2 separate regions of the Gossypium hirsutum genome follow, and region 1 is linked to region 2. Evidence: chromatin contacts called from public Hi-C data. All regions are on one chromosome and are shown on one strand. Each heading gives the region's core, a stretch centred on a gene start, on an enhancer-like site or on the middle of the called end of the contact. The rest is flanking DNA. Distances are from core to core; before and after follow the strand shown. Region 1 holds the start of LOC107888835 (protein ESSENTIAL FOR POTEXVIRUS ACCUMULATION 1). Region 2 has its middle 9.0 kb from the start of LOC121206694.

Evidence for each region. Hi-C and Micro-C count contacts between places; a contact is called where the count stands out from the background.
Region 1: a Hi-C map of leaf shows a contact between it and region 2, with 2.4 times the contacts expected there. The contact joins the promoter of LOC107888835 here to the enhancer-like site in region 2. A contact is called at or near these places in 6 of 34 Hi-C or Micro-C datasets (callus, hypocotyl and leaf).

The regions. Positions count from the first base shown.
Region 1 is chrA09:31,477,551-31,482,563 of Gossypium_hirsutum_v2.1, forward strand. It overlaps LOC107888835 (protein ESSENTIAL FOR POTEXVIRUS ACCUMULATION 1), which reads left to right and starts at 2,006. Exons shown (of 11, transcript XM_041077767.1): 1 at 2,006-2,346; 2 at 3,019-3,087; 3 at 3,179-3,273; 4 at 3,530-4,375; 5 at 4,470-4,542; 6 at 4,659-4,796; 7 at 4,872-5,013. The coding sequence starts at 2,271.
Region 2 is chrA09:31,373,749-31,378,757 of Gossypium_hirsutum_v2.1, forward strand. No RefSeq gene overlaps it. Among protein-coding and RNA genes, the nearest start is that of LOC121206694, 9.0 kb to the right of the region's middle. Within about 2 kb of position 3,508, at least 3 of the 9 cell types and tissues checked have an H3K27ac peak or open chromatin away from gene starts, as enhancers often do. A contact at or near this core is called in leaf, where this site is marked.

The sequences.
Region 1 (5,013 bases), core at 756-3,255, 100 kb after region 2:
AATAAAATATGAGTTTAAAGCCCAATTAGTCTAGTTTCACATAGAAGAAACGATATATGCAAACGGTATGTGCAACGGTATTATGAGATATTTAAATTGTTGTGAGACAGAGTCTGAATGACTTTGTGATCCCCTGTTCCAATTTGAGAAAATCATTAAAAATTGTATAAAAATAATTATGGGTTGTAATTTATATTTTTAAAATCCTTAATGAGTCTGTTCTCTAGAAAGATAGATGAGAGCATTATCAGAATTCTGTACTATGAGAAAAATAATTTTTAGTGAAGAGAGGTCAGAACTATTGGACAGCAAAACAGGGGAAACTTTAATGAATAAACTGTACTAATTGGCTAAACCAAAAATTCTGGAAATTTTATGGGAGAAAGGTATACGAGTCTAGTTTCAAGGAAAATTAACGAAACTTAATTTGGAGTCTCGTAGCTCCAGATATAAATGAATTAGTAACTGTAATTTGGTAAAACAACTTAACCTGAACAAGAGTAAATTGTACGATTATGATGTTTTACCTAAAAAAAAACATGTGGGTAATTGCTTATTAACTTCATATGGACTTACTAAGCGTAAAGCTTACCCCTCCTCTCTACTTCTTCAGTTTTGGCTGGTCGGCTCGGGGTTGGAGATTGTCGGAGGCAAAATCACACTATCAAGCTATCATTTTTGGGAGAATTAATTCAAATATTAGAAATATCAAGTGAGTGGCATGTATAGGAAGTTGGTTTGTGATATGTATTATTATTATGACTTTGACCATACGTATCGGTCTGCATTGAGTCATCGTATATGATCATGAGATGTGGTCTTTATCCATTATGGTTTGTAAGTTTAATTAATCATGCCATGTCCTATGTTTTGATGTGATGATATAGTTAGCTTTGTTTATTATGCATGATTGGTAATACATCAGGTAAGTTAAATACAGGCCAGTCGATCATGAATTAAATGGACATGAGTAATATTACCTTGAATATGGATGTTTAATGGACAAATTGGTAACTACATTATGATGGTATAAGATGAGAATAAGATTTAACATGTCCAGTTCTAGTTAGTGTAAGAATGTATATTATATACAGGATGGTAAGCAAATATGTTTAAAGTGAATGACATGTTATTGCATGATTATGGATGTGTAAGTACTCATTTATGCCACATTATATGTCTTTAATTATGAGTCTATGCATGTGTTCGAAAAGTTTTGAATTAAATGAAATTTTATGGCCCGATTTTTGTCTATGTGTATGGTTAAGTCTGGTAATGCCTCGTACCCTGTTTTGGCCTTGGATATGGGTAAGGGGTGTTACAAGGCAAAAACTTCTAAAAGTAAAAGACTTATTAAACAATGGAAAACAAACATATAAAACTTAAAGACAACAAAAGTCCAAATTGACTTGTAAAATAAAAACAAATTAAAAAGCTGATAAAAAGAGGCACCCACTTTCCAAGATAAACTGTTTGAGGCCAATGGAGTTTCAACGACGACAAACACCGTAATCTATCCATAATAACTTGTAAAGATAATAAATATACCCACAAGCTAGATCTACAAACTGAAAATAGAAAAGATATATGGAGTGAATGGGGAGAATAAATAAAAATTGGTGGGAGAGAAAGAAAGGAGGTAGCCAACTTGGAAGTTGACACTTACCATGCTTGGACAAAACAAAATAGAAAAAGCAAATGACTTGGAGAAAAAATAAATCAAAATTTACATCCAAAGGAATTAAGCGAAAGTAATTCTAAAGATGAATTTAATTTTTTGATAATTATTTAAAAAACAATTTCTCCCGTAAAAAAACTATTGTAAATTAAATATTATGGATTAATTTACATAAAGATAAAAAGTAAGAGCACATTAGTGTGCAAATTAAAATATTAAGAACTTAAAAACACAAAAATTTACAAAAATTAAATAGCAAAATTAAGGGGCTATTTAGGAATTAACCCTCCCTTTATTATAAGCAAAACCCACAAACGGCAGTATACTATCTAAGAGATATTTATATAGTATTTTATTTAATTTTGAAGGTCCTTCTCTATCTCTGTCAAAGCTAAAAAATAACTAAGAGAAAATAGCTATTGTTAACCTAGCGATTCCTCTCTCACGCTCTCTGTGCAAAATCGTTCCTCTCTTCAGACCCTTTTCTCTCATCGACCCATTTGATCTCTCTCTCCCTCTGCCTTTACCTTTTTTTCAGAATCTTAAACGCCGCCGTATCTCCGCCGCGATCTCTGCTTTTTATATTCTCTCGATGGCTGACGGAAAATTAGATCTACCTGATGATCTCCTCTCCTCCAAAACCAGCTTCGACCACTCCTCTCTCAAAGGTATTCTACATTCTCTTTTCCCTTTCCTTTTTACGATCAAATATTTGTCTCATTGTTTCCTCTAATTTTATCTTATTGCATGCTGATTGTATTGCTTTCCATTTCAATTCAATCTCTTCGTTTTCCCCTATTATTCTATTCTTTTTTCTTCCGGAATATTTCATTTTTTGAAATTTACTAGTTTGGTTTAATTTATTAAATCTAGATTTTTCAGATTTCGTTCATGGTTTATTTATTTTTGCCCCTAAGATCTCGTTCGATTTTGTTGAAACCTTCTATTTCTTTTTGCTGTGTTGTTATAAGAGATTATAATTAGAAAAAAAAAGGAAGTGCACAATTGTTTCTATGTGAAATTATATTAAGCTTAAACCTTCGATTTAGATGCACCAGACAATGGATATTACTTTTATGAAAGAAGAAAAGATTACTTTAGTTGCTTATCTTAATTATTGCAAAATATAAACTGCAACGTTGAAGTTGATATGGTACTGTAGTATGTCTTCTTCTTATTATTTCGACAGATTGAATTCAATGAAAGGATCACCTATTTCAATTAGGAAAATTGGCAGTTCGTTCTCAAATAATTTGATACTTTAGGACTCCATAGAGACAGGCTGAGGTTATGATTTCTGCCAAATTAGCCTATGTATTAATGATCTCAGATATTGTTAGTTTTAGGTGAAGCGTGGGATGGGAACTTGGAGGACAAAGGACACGTGGGGTTACTTGAGGGCACCAAAGGTAATGCTATTTGTCGTATGTTGATGTTTTTGCATTTTAAAAGCCTAAGTTCTCTTTTATTGTAAAATCTTACCCTTTTTTTCCCTAGCAGATCAAGCAATTTCAGAGAGCAATATACCTTTGTCTCCACAGTGGCTTTACTCTAAACCATCTGATTCTAAGGTGTTAGCTACTGGAACATCTGGGGTATGGAACTCTATTTTCTTTTGTTAATATGGTACTTAGTTCATTTCCATATGAGGGTTTAATGTGTTGATCTCTAGTTTTATTTAGCTTTATGTAGCAAAAGTTTGGGTAAAAAGTATATCTGATCACGTAAAACTTAGTTAGACTAGCATCTATCACTGAATGCTGATCACAAATTTATATTTGACTTTTACCTTATGACAAATTCTCATTTTGGTTTCTATCCTTTCTGTGGTATAATTTACTACTCTGACAGGATATAAGAGCCACAAATTCGTTGTCCCATAGAACCTCTGGTGATTCCAATCTGAAAGATAGTTGGCGTCTGGATGGGTCTCAAGACAAGAAAGACCGGAGGAAGACTGCAGTTGATCTTGAAAGCAGTCGCCGTTGGCGTGAAGAGGAGAGAGAAACAAGCTTACTTGGCCGAAGGGATCGCAGAAAAGAAGACCGTCGGGCAGATATTTCATCGATGAGGGATGTTTCTGAAAACAAGCTTACTTCTTCAGAGAGATGGAATGATATTAATAGTCGTAGTTCAGGACATGAATCTCGAAGAGACAACAAGTGGTCTTCAAGATGGGGTCCCGAAGACAAAGAAAAGGATTCTCGAACTGAGAAGAGGACAGAAGCTGAGAAGGAAGAAGCCCTTACTGACAAACAAGCTTTTGTAAGTGGGGGACGCATAGCTTCTGACCGTGAGAATGATTCTCATGATAAGTGGAGACCACGACATCGTTTGGAAATTCATGCAGGTGGGGCTGCTTCTCATCACAGTGCTCCAGGTTTTGGTTTAGAGAGGGGACGAGTGGAGGGATCAACTGTGCGGTTTGCAGCAGGACGAGGTAGATCAAATGCTAATGTAAGCCTACAAATTGGGAGGCCAAAATCTGCTTCTGTCATTGGATCTCGTCCTCTGGACAAAAACAAATCATTTAACACATATTGCTACCCTAGAGGAAAACTGCTTGATATTTACCGCAAGCAAAAGACTGCTCCAAATTTTCTCACTGTACCTGATGAGATGGATCATTTATCACCACTAACTCAGAAAGAAACTGTTGAGCCTGTAGCTTTTGTTCCTCCTGATGCAGAGGAAGAGGTATCAAGCTTATAATCTGATTTATGGAATAAAAGTCTACTCATCTTTATCCTTCTATGTGGTTTCATTTAATTTTCTTGCTTGATTCTTGCAGGCTCTCCTTGGAGATATATGGAAGGGAAAAACTACAAGCAGTGGAGTGTCGTACAACACAGCTAGAGACACAAGTAAGGGTCAAATGCTGATTTTTAGTGTGTTGCCCAGTAAATAACTAGATATGATTGAGATTCTTATTTTTTGTTTCTTTTTGGTCCTAACCTGGAACTTATTGATGTGATTCCAGGTGGAGGGAAACAAAGTTCTACACTTAACATGGAGGATAGTGTTGAATCAGGTGAGAATGCTGCTGTAAACAATATTTATCAAGGGAATTATGCTGGGACATATTATGCCTTAGATTCACAGATGATTGTGACCGAGGGTAGGAAACTATCATTTTTAGTTGTTGACTGTCCATTGAGAATATACTCTTGATTTGTTCTGCTTGTCCTTTCAGAAATAAATAGTACAAAAGAAGGTGGGCAGAGACGTGTTTTACCATCTGACACAGGTGTGACCCATGCTTTGATATCAGATAGGGAAATTGATGGCTCCATAAATGATGCTGATGAAATAAAATCTATTGATAAAGGACAAGT
Region 2 (5,009 bases), core at 2,258-4,757:
GTTCTAATGACTGACATGTTACCTCATCTAGGACATTGGATGACTAAAATGTGTCCTACTAACTACTAAGCTTTCATTAGTAGAGACACAAAAATATGGATGGCGGTCTTATTGGCGAGAATGTTCGCCTAATAAGGTTCTCATCACAATCAAGAACTCACCATTTTGCGAAATGGTACTCCCAACATTGGCTAAGTTCTAGGAAGTACTTCGCCACGAAGTGACCAACCTAATCAATCTAAGTCTCGCAACCTAGGCGGCCTTCATCGGTGTAGCCTCTCGAATAGAACCGGCTTGCCAAACCAGGGTCTGAAAAAGTTGATCTTCTATCTGTTAATCAATCATAGGTCGAGAGCTCGCATCATTAACATTAGGAATAGGAAATTCCATTAGGTTAAATTAGGTTAAATAATTTAATTAGTTTAATAAATATTTTAATTTGGATTCACAATACTAATTCGTGACTCAATTAGATTAGTAATTATTTTTTTTGTAATTAATTTAATAAAAAATATCTCCTGTATGCAATCATTTGGGTACAATCTTCAGAATACTTACTAATGTTCTGTTATGACACCAAACTATATTACTATTTGCCCTGTTTGCTTGTAGATACCGCATTTCATTATAGATATTTTATTTGCACGATTGTTACTCAAAATGTTCACACGTTTGGAAGTGGTCACATACATAGTCCATCATACACTCAGGATTAAGGTATGTCACACTATGAATGTTACAAGTAAATAAATCTATAAACAAATTTACGATTTATTCTAATTGCGTCTTATTAGTCTAGTCAGTCACATCTATGTCTTTATCTTTTAGGAGTCATCTGCTCCGATGCCCAAGACAAAGTATCTCCCCAATTGGACATGATAGATGACTTATTAGTCTATCTATCGGTTTTCTCATTTCCGATTAGACTAAAGACATGTTTAGGTTCATTTACTAATTTAAGTTATCTTTCTATATTACAATCCAACCATGTAACACCGCTTAGTAGTTAAACATTAGATAACTAGTGAGCTAATATTTTCTTTCATTTTGCTTTGCATGCAAAAATCATTGAGGGCAATATACAAAGGGTATTAATGTAATTCATGAATAATTTTATTAAACCAATATGTTCAAAAAAATTACAAGTATACAAACGAATATACTACACTTAGGGTACCAGATTCAACACAATGGGATGGTTTCGGGACACTGAAGACCAAAAAGGGGCCCTTGGAGTAGACTGTTGCTGATGTTGTGACACCAGTATGCGGGTGTCGTGACACTGACTCTAACAAGGAAAATTTTATAAATGGCATTCTTTAATCCAACAAGTTTTTAAGTCAAAATTTAAGTGAGAACATTTTTGTCTTTAATATCTTAAAATAGAAAAGACTATAAATATAATTTCATGTGTCTTTTGGGGAGAGTAGAATTTTGGGGTAGAACATTTTTTTCACTTGTCATTTTTTCTTTAGATTAGGTTTTTTTTTTCTTTTATTTTCGTTAGAATAGATTTTTGTTGTAGATTTTTTCTTTTATTTTCTTTAGAATAGAGTTTTGTTGTAATTTTTTTTCTCCTTCGTCGAGAACTTTGAAGATGGGGATGATCAAGCTTGTGGACTTCATGTGGTCGACATATTGTAATGAACACTTCTTAAATTTTTCCTTTTATATTTGTGCACGCCATGTGTTTGATATGTTCGTTTGATTATTGAGTTTGATCATGTATGCTAATGTTGTTTGTTGGTCAATTAATTAATAGGTTGTTAGAATGGGTTAATGAATATCTTTGACTAATTATTTCTTATTTTATATTGAAATAATTAATACACTAGAATTGATGCATCTAGTGGAAAATTTTAGTAAACGAGACTAAGAGGAGAGTTTATTACTGCATACTTTCATATAATTGTATCTGGTAGTGAGACCAGGAGGAGAACTATTTGTCTAAGAGAGACCGAAAGGAGAGCTTAGCTAGTAATTCGAATTAGGATGAGACCAAAAGGAATTTCTAGTTAAGGGTAACGAGCGATTTAATTGAGATAGGTTATTAGCTTAGTTAGCAATTGACTAATCAATTGACCATCGTCCTATCATTTGCATCTTTCAAAACAACAAGAAGAAAATTAGATTAGTTTGTTTAATTTGTTAATTTAGAATTATCTCAAATATCCCTTTTATTTTGTTGCACTAATAATTCTTGAATCAATTAGATTAGTAATTGCTTAATTCTCTATTAATTTGACCAATACATTTACCAATTCACAATCTTGGCTTTGATCTTCGGATTTTCGTATTTCATTAGAAAATTTTCTATATTATATAACTCGACACTGTTAAAAACCTTCAAATTGTTAAAAATTTTCATTGTTTTTTGCGCAAGCAGCACAACGTTCAGCTCCCTTGAGCCGTGTATTGGTAAATCTAAAACATTCAACGATTACGGAGACAAAATCCATGAAGCTTCACAATGTTCTTGTGCAGTGCTTCTGAAAACATTTTTTCCTCATTCTTGAAACTCCGGTCAAAAGCTGGGACCTCTGCTTCTTTACCATGAAGCTTCTTTAAGCAACAATCTTTCCGCTTGATAATTGTGCTCTATAAACATTATCATAACCGCTGATGCCAGTGCAATATTGGATATCAAAGCCTTTTATCGCTTCAATGATTGTTTCAGATCCAGACTGTGGATTAAGAATGTTATTTTTTGATCTTCATCAAAGGCAGAGTAAAAATCCTGAAGTCAAAAAGGCTAAAAGCAGACAATTGGAAGGACGATTTTTGTGGGTTTCTCCTTGTGTATCACTTCACTGCCTGTTTTTGTATTTGCAATGGGAGGGCAAGGAGAGAAGCCAGGGACAATTCCACATAAATGCTTATTGCCCCAAAATGAGTCGAGTGAAAAAGTATTAGTCTAGGAAATTGGAATGGGATGCAGATCCAACACAATAAAAAACTTTATGTTTCCAATTTCACGAGGAAATTATTTGACTCAAGGTACAAATAGTTGAATGCAAATAAATTAGATAGTGATGAAGGGATCAAATCATTGTGCTTATTTTTACTTAGATTCAATTCAAATAAATTCTTTGGATATCCAATTGTACAAGGAATTGGACCTTGTAGAAGATTTGAATCAAGCTTTAACTCTTGCGAATGAGATAAACATAAGAAAGAACAAGGGTAGAGAAACAAACAAGTGAGGCCATCTTGGAGCTTATAATTCTGTAAGCTTTGGTATAGGTTTGTGATTTCCAGGCTAATCACGTAATCCAATTTAAACTAGTTTATTTTTTTGGTGGTAAAGGTCTTCCTTTCTTTTCGTTTGAGCCCAGTTGTTACGCCTTGCCTTGCCTTGCCATGAGAGGGTACTGACCCACGCCAAAACCATTAATCTCATCATTCTAAATTTCTCCATTAAGAGCATTCCTCGAAACAGCCCCCAAAGGGTGGTGGGCCAATGTGAAGTCAATATGTTACATGTATTATTCACTTTAAAAAGTCAACACGGTTGGATTTTGCAGGCATATATACGATGCACGCACTTCTAACTTTGAGCTCTAGATTATTAAGTAGTGTGAGCTGAATTAGCAATTAACATTAAATATATATTAAAAATGAATATACTTCATTAAACTCAGGAACAACTCAAATGAAGCATTAATCTCATGCCTCAAGCTACTCGAGCTTGATTCCACAACTTAAGTTAGTTTTCGAACTAAAACCAAGTAGATTGTGAGTATAATTTTTTTGTTTATACCATTTTTCTTACAGATATAACTTATCCTTTTAATCAGTTATTGCGATACTTCAAGTAAAACATGATTCGTTTGATTAACATAAGTTTATTTATTTAATCTTTTCCTTTAAAAAATGATAATTAATTAGAACAAAAGCTTCCGAAGACACCAAGTTTAGGCACTTGTACACGTACAAAATTAATATTCAGTTAAACAATATATCAGCTAAGATCAAAATCAAAGGACCAAACAGAAATTGCCAACGCAAAACGCCATATCATCAAAGAGCAAAATCAAAGAACACCACGGAATAATCAGTTAAATTTCTAAATTTTTTCTTCTCTTTTGTCAGTGGAGGATTTGGTGGTGGAAAACCATAGAGTTCAATGCTTCAAAGTTCAATCATAAGATTTTGAAGCGGTTGAAGCTTCTTTGTTTGCCCTTCTTGGCCTTGCATTTGGCCGTAAAAGGTTTGTGTCTTGTAGAATCCAAAGGAATTTCTCACTTCTTTAATTTTCTTTTTTCTCAAAAACAAATTTCGGATCGTAAAATCTGGGATTATACCAATTTTGTTACAACAACTTCAATTTCAAACTGAAGAATTCATTGATCTTTCAGTGGCAGCAATGCTGATCTTATCTTCATATAAGGCAAACAAGTTTATAATTGCTTTATCAGGGTTTATTTGATGAAGCAAGAAACGGGTCTTCAAAACCCAGAAACTAAAAAGACAAACTTCAATGAAATAAAAAAGAAATAAATAAAAAGAAAAAGTTAAAATTTAAAAATAAATTAAAATGTGATGTGGAACAATTTGATGGGTTTAAAGATCTTTTTTAACCGAAAATAATAGCTGTACTAAAAATGGTAATAAATTTAAAGTTGAGATAGATAAATGTGAAAAATGTTATAATTTATTTATTTGTATGAAGTTGGTAAAAGATGTTAGAATGGCAAACTAATATCCGTCATATTGATCTGTTTCACTAACATGTTCATGAGTTTGGAAGTTCATCTTCATACTGATTTGTTCTCTCTTAAAAGTGAGTATTTACGGGCATGGTTATCCAATATGACGTTGACCAATTAGAAGTATAACTAACTCAATCCCAATAATAATAAGGGTAAATTATATTAGTCGACACTCAATTATTAGTAATTTTTTTTATCATTTAATTATGAAAAGTAAAAAATAATTACTTAACTATTAGTAAATTTCTTTTTTGGTTACCCAATTATGAAAAGCTATATATTGGTCACCTAGTTATT